Regions from separate parts of the Cyprinus carpio genome. Here region 1 is linked to region 2. Evidence: chromatin contacts called from public Hi-C data. All regions are on one chromosome and are shown on one strand. The core of a region is the stretch at or near the end of the contact, and the rest is flanking DNA. Distances in the headings are between cores, read along the strand shown.

Region 1 (5,842 bases), core at 1,806-4,305, 39 kb before region 2:
AGAGAAAAGCTGTTGCTATCAAACATTGTTTACTTTATCAGCTGAGTCAGTGTACTAGTGAAGCGATAGATCAGATAGAGCAATTGATGGAAGATTTGCGAAGAAATTTCCTGCTCCCTTTTAAAAGTTTTTTTAGTATTTTTAAAATACAAAAATACAGTAGTTTATTTTGATACATGATGTGGCTGCTGTATTTTGTAGTTTATTTTGATACACTTAAACTGAAAGTTTTTGGTACTTTATTTTAAAATACATTTTGATGTATCTTTGCCCAACCCTGCTACTTGTAAACATGTCAGTGGCCACATTTGTGACTGGTGGGTTTATACCAAGTAACTTTGATTCACATCCTAAAATTGTATTACTACCTTTACATGAGCAATATAACTAAAAAGCTAAAACAAAATAAATATTTGTACTTTCAGTTTATCAGTTCAACAAGATTATTTTTTTTTTAACACTAAAATTTCCCACTGGTTACAGTTGTGGCCAATACTACTACTACTACTACTAACAGGGCTGGACTGGGACAAAAAATCGGCCCTGGCACTTTTGGTCCAAGTCGACCCACCACCACTTCAATATACATATATACATACCAGTCAAAAGTTTTTGAACAGTAAGATTTTTAATATATTTTTTAAAGAATTCTCTTCTGCTCACCAAGCCTGCATTTATTTGATCCAAAATACAGCAAAATCAGTAATATTTTGAAATATTTTTACTATTTAAAATAACTGTTTTCTATTTGAATATATTTTAAAATGTAATTTATTCCTGCGATTTCAAAGCTGAAATTTTAGCATCTTTACTCCAGTCACATGATCCTTCAGAAATCATTCAAATATTCTGATTTGCTGCTCAAAAAACATTTATTATTATTATTATGGTGAAAAGAGCAGAGTATAATTTTTTCAGGTTTCTTTGATGGAAAGAAAGTTCAGAAGAACAGCATTTATCTAAAAAGGATTTTTTTTGTAACATTATAAATGTCTTTATTGTAACTTTTGATCAGTTTAAAGCATCCTTACTAAATAAAAGTATGAATTTCTATCATTTCCCCAATAATAATAAAAAAGAAAGTAAAAATTATACTTCCAAGCTTTTGAATGGTATATGTATAATTTTACAAAAGCTTTTTATTTCAGATAAATGCTGATCATTGGATTTTTCTATTGGATCTTTCTTACTGTTCAAACTTTTTTGACTGGTAGAAAGTATGTAGCACATGTATCACACTCATATCACATCTTGTTTTGGATAAGAATAACATCAGGTCCGACAATATGTGTCTTTTATCATTTAAATCTAGCTTTATTCGCATTGGCCCACGGAAACCTCTATGAACACACTTGACTTGACCAAAAAATCGTGGGGGGCGAATTTATGTTTTATTAAAAAGTGTTTACGTATTCTACACATGGCGTGCACACACATGAGTCCCATCAAGCACTTTACCGATTCAGCTACTCTCTTCTTCTCCTCCTACCTGGCTCTTTGGCCCGCATCACTCACCGCAGAGCAAGGCTGCTCCTGATAAAGCTGCTTGGAAAACGTGGGAAGAAGTTGGGGTGATGCGATCTTTATACAGGTGGAGCAAAATACTTCATCGCTCTGTCTATAGCGCATTGTGATTGGATGTTTACACTGTCAATACACAAGACAAACCAATGGGCCACTGGCTGCTCGCTGTCCGTGTGTGATGGTCCTCGGCAAAAAAAAAAAAAAAAAAAAAAAAAACATTCTGTCGGCCCCTTAGAGCGTCACCCACCGGGAAAATGCCCGGTATGCCCGATTACCAATCCAGCCCTGACTACTAATAAAACTGTATTGACTGCAGTTTGTTTCAGGTGAATCTTACAGGCATAATATGGGCTTAAATGAGTTAAGCAATGGGTGAATAATCAGAGCCCATTCCTTCCATTACCACAAGATGGCGCACAAGTGAAACAAAACGTTTTACGCAAGAAATCCATTATCGGAATTGGCGAAACCCTTCATCCAAACTATAGGTTAACACATATGGAGTGCTGTTTAATCTCAGTTATAATATATGTTACTTAAAATAAGTTTAGATTGTCAAAACCGCAAAGTTCTTACCCAACAGTCTTGATTGTAAAAAAAACAAAAAAAAAAACGAACATTTAAAACAGTTTTCATGCATTATTTTTTAAAACGTAGCATATTTGTTAACCTTTGTTGAATATGCACATTACACTAGACTTCATTGAAATGGGGTTCCAGTATCATCTTTTTAAGTGATAGACTAATTTGTACTGAACTGGCTAGTTTATTAAGCGGCTCAGACGAACGATTGTTTGAAGACGCAGGACGGGTAATCACGGGAGTCTAGGGCATTCAGTGTATGAATGGATGTGTGGTGTACGTGACAGCACGTCCATCACGGGCTAATTGTGTGTTGATAGCACCGCTAATTGTTCTGACACTTTGATACACTTTTCTTTGACAGCGCTGGCTCACTAATGTTTATTGCATTTTGCTTTCCACTACACAGCAATTCAGTTAGTTTTCACACTTTGAGCTTTTCTTTACTTCCTTTAAAGTTAAAGACTCTTCTACTGGGGCCCTTTATGCACACAAATGTTAAGGTGCGAACCAGTGATATCCGTTTCGTGAATGAATGACTCTTTTGAATCGGTTCTTTTGAATGAATTGCTCACACGCGGGCTGAATCAGTTCGTATTTAGTCTAAATGATTCACTGAATCTTTTAAGCAGTGTCCAACTCAGTGAAACATTAACTTATTAGATGAAGTGGATATTTCCCAATAACAGAAACTGCACTCCTTTCTTTTTGGATACTAGCTAAAGAACTGAATTAGGTTACTGATAACCTAGTAACGCTCACCTGTAAGCGCGTCTCAAACTTTAAACGCCTCGAGCGACTTGAACAGGTGGTGAAAAGGTGTGTCCAAAACGACAACGGGCTTGACCTTTCACCAATCAAACTCCAAGGAAAATAACACGCGCTCACTGAATTGAACCAATCAGCGCGTAGTTCTACACAGTGGGCGGAGCCAAGCCTGCGAGAATGAAGTGGAAGGCAGCCCGCTGTAGAGTCAGTGAAACAGGCGCTGTTACGGGGAGCGGATACACTTGTCGGCTCAGCTGATCTGAATGGCAACAATATTTTGGACATAGTCGCAAACGTTTTCATCTAACGAGTAACGCAAGGATCGCACTAAATAAGGTGGGTGCCGAATGAGATTTTATTTCCATACGCGGGTGCATACAAAGCTTAAATTGTAGAAAAATAGCATTATTCTGTGTAATAATGTAATTTAGAGTAACTTATTATTTTGGTAATACATCTATAGCGTTCTGGAACCCGTTAAGCATTTTTAGCGCACAAAATAATAATGAATCTCATGTTGAATCACTTGTTGGGGAGAAAATGATGACAAAATTCATGTCTTTATGTATGGAGATGAGCCCCTCCTAAAGCGCTTTTACAGATGGCCATAGATATCTGCGACAGACTGGTGTTTTCTCCTTTTACATAGGCCAGCTTGAGCATTTTTCTCTATTTGCAACTGGCAACTACTGTTAAACAATAAAATGGCAAGAATAGATGAACAGGAGCCTTTGCGCGCTAGGATTTTTACCGATGCGTAATTCTGGTGCCCCTGTGGCGCTACATGTGCAAATGGGCTTCCTGCTGTTTCATCCTTCATTCACCATCACTGGAACTGAATGACACCCAGCTAGGTTGAATGTGTGTGCCTTTTAGAATGACAAAGAGAGAAGCATGCTTACTTAGAATGAACAGCCAAGTAACGGAGAGCTGTAAAAGTGTGTATGTCATGGTGCTCCACTGCTGGCCTCATTGCATCATCTCCTTTTTCATTTGGTTTCAGGTTATAGCAGCAGCAGCTTCTCAGGGGAACGAGAGAAGCCTTGTGAATATTTGGTGAAGTATCAGCAGTAGCAGCGGCGACACCTGGTCTCCTGAGTCTCCGCGTTCACTTTCATCCTCATCAGAGTGGCGGAACAAGATGGGGAATGGATTATCAGAGCCCCATGCCCTATTTCCCTGCCTGCCGTCCTTTCAGGCCCTGCACATTGTTATTCTCGGTTTGGACTGTGCCGGTAAGACTACCGTATTATACCGGCTACGCTTTAATGAGTTTGTGAACACAGTTCCCACCAAAGGCTTCAACACAGAGAAGATCAAGGTAACTCTTGGTGGGAAAAGCCGGACTGCAGCCTTTCATTTCTGGGATGTAGGAGGTCAGGAAAAGCTCCGGCCTCTGTGGCGCTCCTATACGCGGTGTGCCGACGGCCTTGTGTTCGTAGTGGACTCTGTAGATGCCGAACGCATGGAGGAGGCCAAGACGGAGTTGCATAAGATCACACGGCTCCAGGAGAACCAGGGGGTGCCCGTGTTGGTGGTTGCTAACAAGCAGGACCTGCGTAGCGCATTGCCACTAGGGGAAGTCGAACAGATGTTGGCACTGAACGAGCTTGGCTCTCATACGCCTTGGCACCTCCAACCAGCCTGTGCCATCATCGGAGAAGGTCTACAAGAAGGCCTGGAACGTCTCCACTCCATGATCATCAAGCGGAGAAAGATGATGAGGCAGCAGAAGAGGAAAAGATGACTGTTTGGTGATGGGATGTGAGCTGGATGTGGTGGTAGGCCTCTATGGTGGCTCTGCTGGTGATGTGCCATGGGCCATTGTGGCCCTGCGCTCCTGGAATTATTGTTTTGGCGGGCTGAGTTTTATCAGTCAAATGGTTCTGAATAAATACAGTTCAGAGACCGCAAGAGGACAACATTGATTTGCCACTTTAGTTGTTGGATTGCAGCAGCGGTGGGACGATCACATGGAACTTTTACATCAATACAAGTGTTACAAAATGTCAACAGGTCTTGTTGTACACTGAGTTCTCATGAAAGACAACACTGGACATGAACTTGTAAATGACGAAGACCTATCCCTAAAGTCTTTGTCCTTGCGTCTGAAGTGTTACACGTATCCTAGCATCCTAGCATTCATGTAAAGTCTTGAAATGAAAGGATTGAGTACCAAAGCTGCCATGGACATCATGAAAAATCCAATGTATACATTCAGGTGATGTGTTTTCCCCCAATGGTTTTATCCAGAATGGCCAACCATCATTTTCCCTGGGTGTTTGTGGTCCCGGTGGACAGGGGAACCAGAATAAGCTTTATGGATCACTTGTTTGGGAATGCACAAATGTTGAAATCAGATTGGAGAAGGGTGGACCACTAAAGTAGTTCAACAAGTGAATGTGGTAACTGTCAAGAGGTTAACTCAACATGTTGATGCAGTAGCTTCTCCCAAGTTTGAGGACTACTGGTGTCATTTCTAGCTGTACCTACAGTGTGTGCTTCCCTGAACAACAAGAGATGTTTAAATGCACTTTAGCAATTCCCTTTTGTAAACTATGAACTTGCAGCATCTGATTTTTTTTTTTAAGTTTATCATGCTACAAAAAAAGTAATGTATTGCTTCGAGTGAAGCTTTTTTTTTATATATCTACTGTTCCACATTCAAATGTGTCAGTTTGTCACTCAGTGCTTGTGTGTTGGGGGATGTTCATATTTATGTGTCAGAATTTGTACACTTTGAATAAATCCACAACTACACTAAACATCATGTTTTGAGTCCTCATTACTACCTGTTGCATGACTAGTTATCAAAGTTTATGACCTGACAAGGTCACTAATTGCATTTTTAATCTGATAATTGTTTGACGCACGTCACAGTTGAGTCACAGAAGGTTGTTCCTTTATAAAGTCATTAAGACATGCAAAATAGGTAACATGACGTGACCTGTATTCGTCGCGTTCTAGG
Region 2 (6,291 bases), core at 2,817-5,316:
TTTAGTGTCGAGAAAAACAGACATGCCTCAGTCACTGGGTCTGATCTAAAATGGTACGGTTTAATGAGTATCTGCGTGCCAATCTGAGACAAAACAGTCATTATAAAGTTCAGAAGTGCTCTGTATAGTCTACAATCTCCTATTTGCCCACACACAGTCGCTTCTGCACATGTAATCAGCGTGAAAAGATTTGATATGGAAGCCCAGTTGCTCACCTCCCCTATCACACAACACTTGAGGAACATATACATCCAAAACATCCTGTGCACCAACACATAGATGAATCACTGAAGTGAAGCTCACTCAGGCCTGTTCATGCACCTTTGATGCTTTAAATCAAAACCATGCAAAACCATGTAAATATATGAGGTGATGAGTTTGTACAGACATGTTTGGGGATAAATACATGCAAAGACGTGCCAAATTATAGATATAAACTACAGTTCAAAAGTTTTTTCCACTGTCTTTTGAAAAAAGCCTCTTTGATCTTTGATCAAAAATACTGTAAAAACAGGGAGAGTTAAATATCATTACAATTTAAAATGACTACTTTCTATTTCAATTTTTTAAAATGCAAATTATTAATGTGATGCAAAGCTTAATTTTCAACATCAGCATCATCATTTTTATTTTAAATTTTTTTTATCATTAATAAAATGGAACACTGCTATATCCCAGCTGATTTAAAAAAAACATTCACTCGCTGTATCTGTGCTTTCAACTTTAAGAGCAATATGTTTCAGATGGTACAAGCTGTACAAATAGGAAATGGATGTTATTCCTCTGGACATTCCAGACATTTTCTTTTAAGGGATCTATAAAGTGTAACACTCTGTACACTAACATTCTTTTCTAAGATGAAAACAAATAGAGAGAAATTACTTCACGTCCTTATCGGTCTCAGGCACAAACAGCTCATTTAAAGTGTTTTATGGCTGCACGTTTGTACAGCAGCAGATACCTGGCATATTTACGGTCATAAGGTTAACTCCTTTTGAAGGTGTCAGAATGTATTTTCAACACGATCAGCTGCAGTGAAACATTTATCTGACCTCTGACCCCCAGTAATCTTTCTATAATCTGCAGCGCTCGCTACCGACAATCCCTGGTGTGTTTGCGGAGGAACAGGGTTTAAGGTTTCCGGGGGTGCACATGTGGCATTATCTCGACATCAAAAACTCTGAAAGCGATGAGGCTTACAGAGATTAGACGTGTCGAAAACAAGAAGAGGCCTTCTTCCCCCAGCGGAGTCCTCGAAACACGTCTCAAAACCTCTATTCTGGTGACAGATGTGGGAGTGTCTGTGTTTGTTTGGGTGCTGTATGTGGGTTTTGTGTTTCTTTTTTTTGTTTTTTTTGTAGTTTTTTAGTTCTTCTCTTCTACTGGGAGCAAACACGGAAAACACAAGCACGGATGGATGTTTATCTGTTTGCTCCCAGTCACGCAGCGCAGTGGAGCTTTAACACTGGATTTCCTTCAACTCTGAAGATGAGGAGAGCCCTGGAGACTTCATATGAAGCTTGGAAAGATCCCATGATGAGCTGATGTGCTCTGAATTTATTCTGCTCTCACTGCATTGCTGTTTTCTTCTTCACTGAGTCGTTCCCTGCTCTATAACACTCTTGAGTATTTCATGGAGCGTATATGATCTGTCCCGCCTTTCTGACACACATTGTTTTGGAAAACATCAAAACTGCCTGTTTCCTGCAGAAAAATAGGAGTAAAAAAAAAATCCTGAGTAACTTTCACTTCTCATGTGACGCTCATCTGGGCTCACCTTTTTCCACTTTGGTCTGGTTGTTCACAGCTCACACTGTAGAGTACATCCTGCTTTACACAACCTCAAAACACACAAACACAACCATAATAGGTTTAACATGTTAGGAAACGAGAAGTATAATATGGTTCTAATAAATGCTGTTTTTTCACATCTTTTTTTTTTTTTACTGCCTGTGATACATAGCACGTTTCATGTAACGGCTTTACATGTGCCAATGTTGATTTCTTATAGCATCCTCTTTTAGTGTTTCATCTTATTACATCTTCCATGTTTCCACCAATTCCACCAGAAGTAATACTGTACATATGCACTGAATGGTTTGATATAAGTCTTCTGAAAAGACACAATCACTTTATGTGATGAACAGGCTATTCACACACCCTCTCAACAGCAATTTTTGGAAGCATTTTTGGTTTTCCAAAGAACCTTTCAGTGAACAGCTCCTAAAATAACCATTTTTTCTTCTAAGTGTGAAGAATAAGTATCTAAAGGACCGTTTTGGCTTTAAATTTAAAATTTTAAATTATGTTTTGTCCAACAGAAAGGTTCCGTTCATCTTATAGGTTCTTCATGGCACCACAGATGACAATAAAGAATCTTTATTTTTAAGAGTGTACTGTATAAACATTGATCAACATGCATAGAGCACATATGGTAAAAATGGTAGCTCAAATGCACTTGTTGGATGCACAAGAAATCACCATTGGTTCTTGTGCTTTAAGCAAGTATGATTGAGCTTTCATTGTACCATATTTAATGAGCTCTACGCCTTTTTGTGTTGATCAGACTTTATATGTGAACTTGTGAACTATCCCTTTAAATAAGGCCACCATTCAGTAACTAGCAAGTTTGGGGGCAAAGGTGGATTTATAGTAGCTGAAGCTATATTTCCACTAAATTAAAGAAAGGATATTTATTTGGTCATACAGTAATGTTTGTAACAGAGTTAAATGTTCAAGTTTGACAAAACACCTTGTGTGCAAAATCATGTGGTAACAAAATGTGGGATACAGCTAAATTAAAATGTAATTAACTAATAATTAAAAGGAAATAGCTTGTTACTATAATCAGGGCCGTCCTTATGTGCAGCTGGTGCGGTCGCAACGGGCCCCGCGGCAATCAGACCAAGTGGGAAATATAAAATCCCAATGTTTAGTGGAGAAATTTAGATATTTGATGCATTTAAAACTAGCTATTTTCGCGAAGTCAATTTTTTGCTGTATAAAAGTTTATCTAAACTGTTCACTATTCGTGGGATGTGCCTGGTAACATCATCTCATTCATGCTTCTGGTAGCACTTCTCTCTAATGTATCTATGTCATCCCAGCCTCCATCCTACCTGACAAACCTGGCTTCGTGCTGGGATCCTTCATACATGCTCCAGATAAGTCAAAGAGCCTCAAGTACACAGACAGAAGAGGATGCAGAGAGGAAAAACAATAGAAGAACAAATGACCTCAGATTATGACTGCAAGTTAGTGTTCAACATTCAGTATGAATCTTTCTGTATTGAAACTATACATGATTCACAAACCTATAATAACGTTGATTTAACAAATTTTTCAACACTAACATGAGAAAAGCAGAAATACAAACACGAGATGACATTTAAGACTCGACAAAGAAACATTGGGCAGACCATATTAAATACACAACTTAACCAGGGACTAAATTGAACACACCTGAATCAAATAAACAAACACAGGTGGAGACTAATGAACTGAGAATGGAACCAAGAGGACAGGAACAACCAAATATGGGCATAAGGAAACACAAGCTTGAACTAAACACACACAAAACACCAAACAGAGTCTGATAATATGTACATACAGTTCATACAGTTCGTTTTTCAATATCAATACTGAAGCGCTCAAATCAGTTGAATTATTTACTCAGTTCATGACTAGATTCATGAACCCACTGTTTCTGTAGAGCTTTACTCCTACTGTGTTTGAATCCACACAGATCTCTGGAATTCCACTGAAATACAGCTATTTAGAGCATTGACCTCTAAAACAGAACTCAAGTAAAGAATTAGGTATCTGTGTGTGTTCTACTTAATATAACTCACTGCCTCCTCCAGCAACCAGTGTTCCGAACCTGATTTCCAGGGCATCTCTCCCTGTGTTCCTTCCAGAAAGCGCTTGCTTTCTCTCCCACACATACAGTATAAGCCCTGAGGTGATAACTCCATTTCATCCTAGTTCATTATTCTGTAGCGTCAGATAATAGGCTTGCGGAGACCGAGATGATTCAGTTTTAGCAGTTGTAGTGCTGTGCTGTACATGTCCAGTGAAGCAGCTTTAAACTGTTTTTGTTTTATATTTCCTCTCAGCCTTGACCCACAGCACTCAGAGCACTTAACTTCCCATGATTCTCAGGTCCAAAAACAACATGAACACAGTGTGCTTTTATACAGTTGAATAAAGAGACTTTGATTGCATAATTCAGTGAATATAATGGACTACATAGAGGAATTATTTGTAAAAGGAACAGACAGGCGATCAAATAAAAGCTCAGAAATGCCTTACGGACAAAGTTCTTTAAAGTGGCTTACTGGAAATAGCAGTACATGAAACCTAATAGGGAGATGACAAATTATTTAGTAGTTGAAATTTCAAGAATCAGCTGTCCAACTTTAAATTTTCCAGCAACTGGAATATTATAATTTTTTGGCTGTCATGGTTTAGATTACAACACCTCCACCTAGTGGCTCATCAGTTGTATTGGCAAACTCAGTTTGCCATTGTACTTGTATAACATAGTGTAAAAAGATCAGGCCATTACAGTTAAATTAGATGACACACAGGTTTGTAAAGGAGAATGCAAATATTTACATAATTTTATACTTAGCATATCTTGACTTTTTTTCCACATGCCTATTCCAGACAAGACCACATGATGGCGCTGTTAGCTTTGATTAAAGGCCACAATTCAATCAGAGAACACTGTCAGATAAAATCTATAACCTGGTCAACTGTTTATACAACAATACATTTTGAATTATTCCACCTGCACTATAAAAGTGGATATGAAAAAAGAAGCACAAAGAAAACCTAGTGCAGTTAAAGGCAAAAACCTAGAATTTTTATATTCATTACCATGCTTTACCCCTTAAAATTGTATTAAGCAATACAAAAATAGCTTTTAAGAACATGCAGATCAAAAAGGTATTAATTCGATACATATAAGTGCTGTCAAAAGATTAATTACATCCAAAATAAAAGTTTTTGTTTACATAATATATGTGTGTGTGTATATTTATTATGTATATATAAATACACACACATAAAAAATATACTGTTTATATATGAAATATATTAATATATAATATAAATTATATTAATTTAAATATACACATGTAAATACATGTACATATTTTCAAAATATATACTGTATGTGTCTTTATATATACATAAAAATATACACAGTACACAGACACATATAATATGTAAACAAAAACTTTTATTTAGGATGTGATAAATCACGATCTTTTTGATCTGCATGTACATAAAAGCTACTTTTTGTTAAAAGCTAATTTACTTTTTTTAGTATATATTTTTTTATATGTTCTTTTCTCAGCACAAAATGATCTGAAACCTCAAAAAAAAAAAAAAAAAAAAGGGGGAATGGATGGATGGGTTAATCATAACATAAATTTTATGGAAATTTGGCATGGCTCAATGCATTGCTGTCAGTGCTTGCAAACCATGACATCATCAGGCTACTCTGTAATGCGGAGACAAATCAATGACTGAGCGAGAGAGAAAGACTGAGAGAGGGGTGCGTTTGAGGAGAGACAGTGTGTGAAGTCATAGTCCTTTCTCTCTGATGCAGAGCAGTTTTCCTCTCTGGCTTTTATCAGTGAACTTTCCAAATTCTATCTCTCAAAATGCACACGGTACATTTAAATACAGTGGTCACGGGTATGAAGTGTTTTAAAGTGATTTGTCCCAGTGCGACAGAAGACGTGTTAGTGCTTTATGGTGGAACACAAATGATGAGAGACGAACATGATTCCAGAAGGTTGAATAAAGGAATCCTGTCGTTCTTTGCGGGTAAGAGAGTGATGTCGCCAGTGTGAGTGTGGAACTTGGCATGGTCCAAACATGAGCTGCATGACAGATGATGCTTGCCAGTCAGACATTAACTCATTTGATCAACCTGATTTACTGGAAGATCTGAACATGCAAGCCCTTCCAACTTTTGATTTCTAGTGGAAATTTGGCTCAGGGATGGTAGAAGGTTTTTGGATGCTATGCCTGTCTGTTGCTGGAGAAGAGCAGGAATCATTTCTGGCAATGCAATCATTTTCATCATTAACAAATGTGGGGCAATGATGTCTTTGAAAGCTAAGCGTTGTTTTATCTATGTTTGAAGAAACAGATGTTCAGGTTGCTTCGTCACGCTCAGAATCAAGCGGTCCCCTAAGTGAGATAAGCTTCATCCTGAGTGTCCAACTTTGGAATAATTTGACAAATTTTATGATGTATAGTATGTATCTGAATTTC

The links. A called contact is a pair of places that touch in the nucleus more often than the background predicts.
Region 1: a contact with region 2 is called in a Hi-C map of red blood cells, with 9 times the contacts expected there. The contact joins the promoter of LOC109065711 here to the enhancer-like site in region 2. A contact is called at or near these places in 7 of 8 Hi-C or Micro-C datasets (liver, red blood cells and skeletal muscle).

The regions. Positions count from the first base shown.
Region 1 is chrB19:9,651,632-9,657,473 of ASM1834038v1, reverse strand. It overlaps LOC109065711 (ADP-ribosylation factor-like protein 4A), which reads left to right and starts at 3,055. Exons shown (of 2, transcript XM_019082717.2): 1 at 3,055-3,210; 2 at 3,878-5,639. The coding sequence starts at 4,016. The coding sequence ends at 4,621.
Region 2 is chrB19:9,613,011-9,619,301 of ASM1834038v1, reverse strand. No RefSeq gene overlaps it. Among protein-coding and RNA genes, the nearest start is that of LOC109065711, 38 kb to the left of the region's middle. Within about 2 kb of position 4,066, at least 1 of the 8 cell types and tissues checked has an H3K27ac peak or open chromatin away from gene starts, as enhancers often do.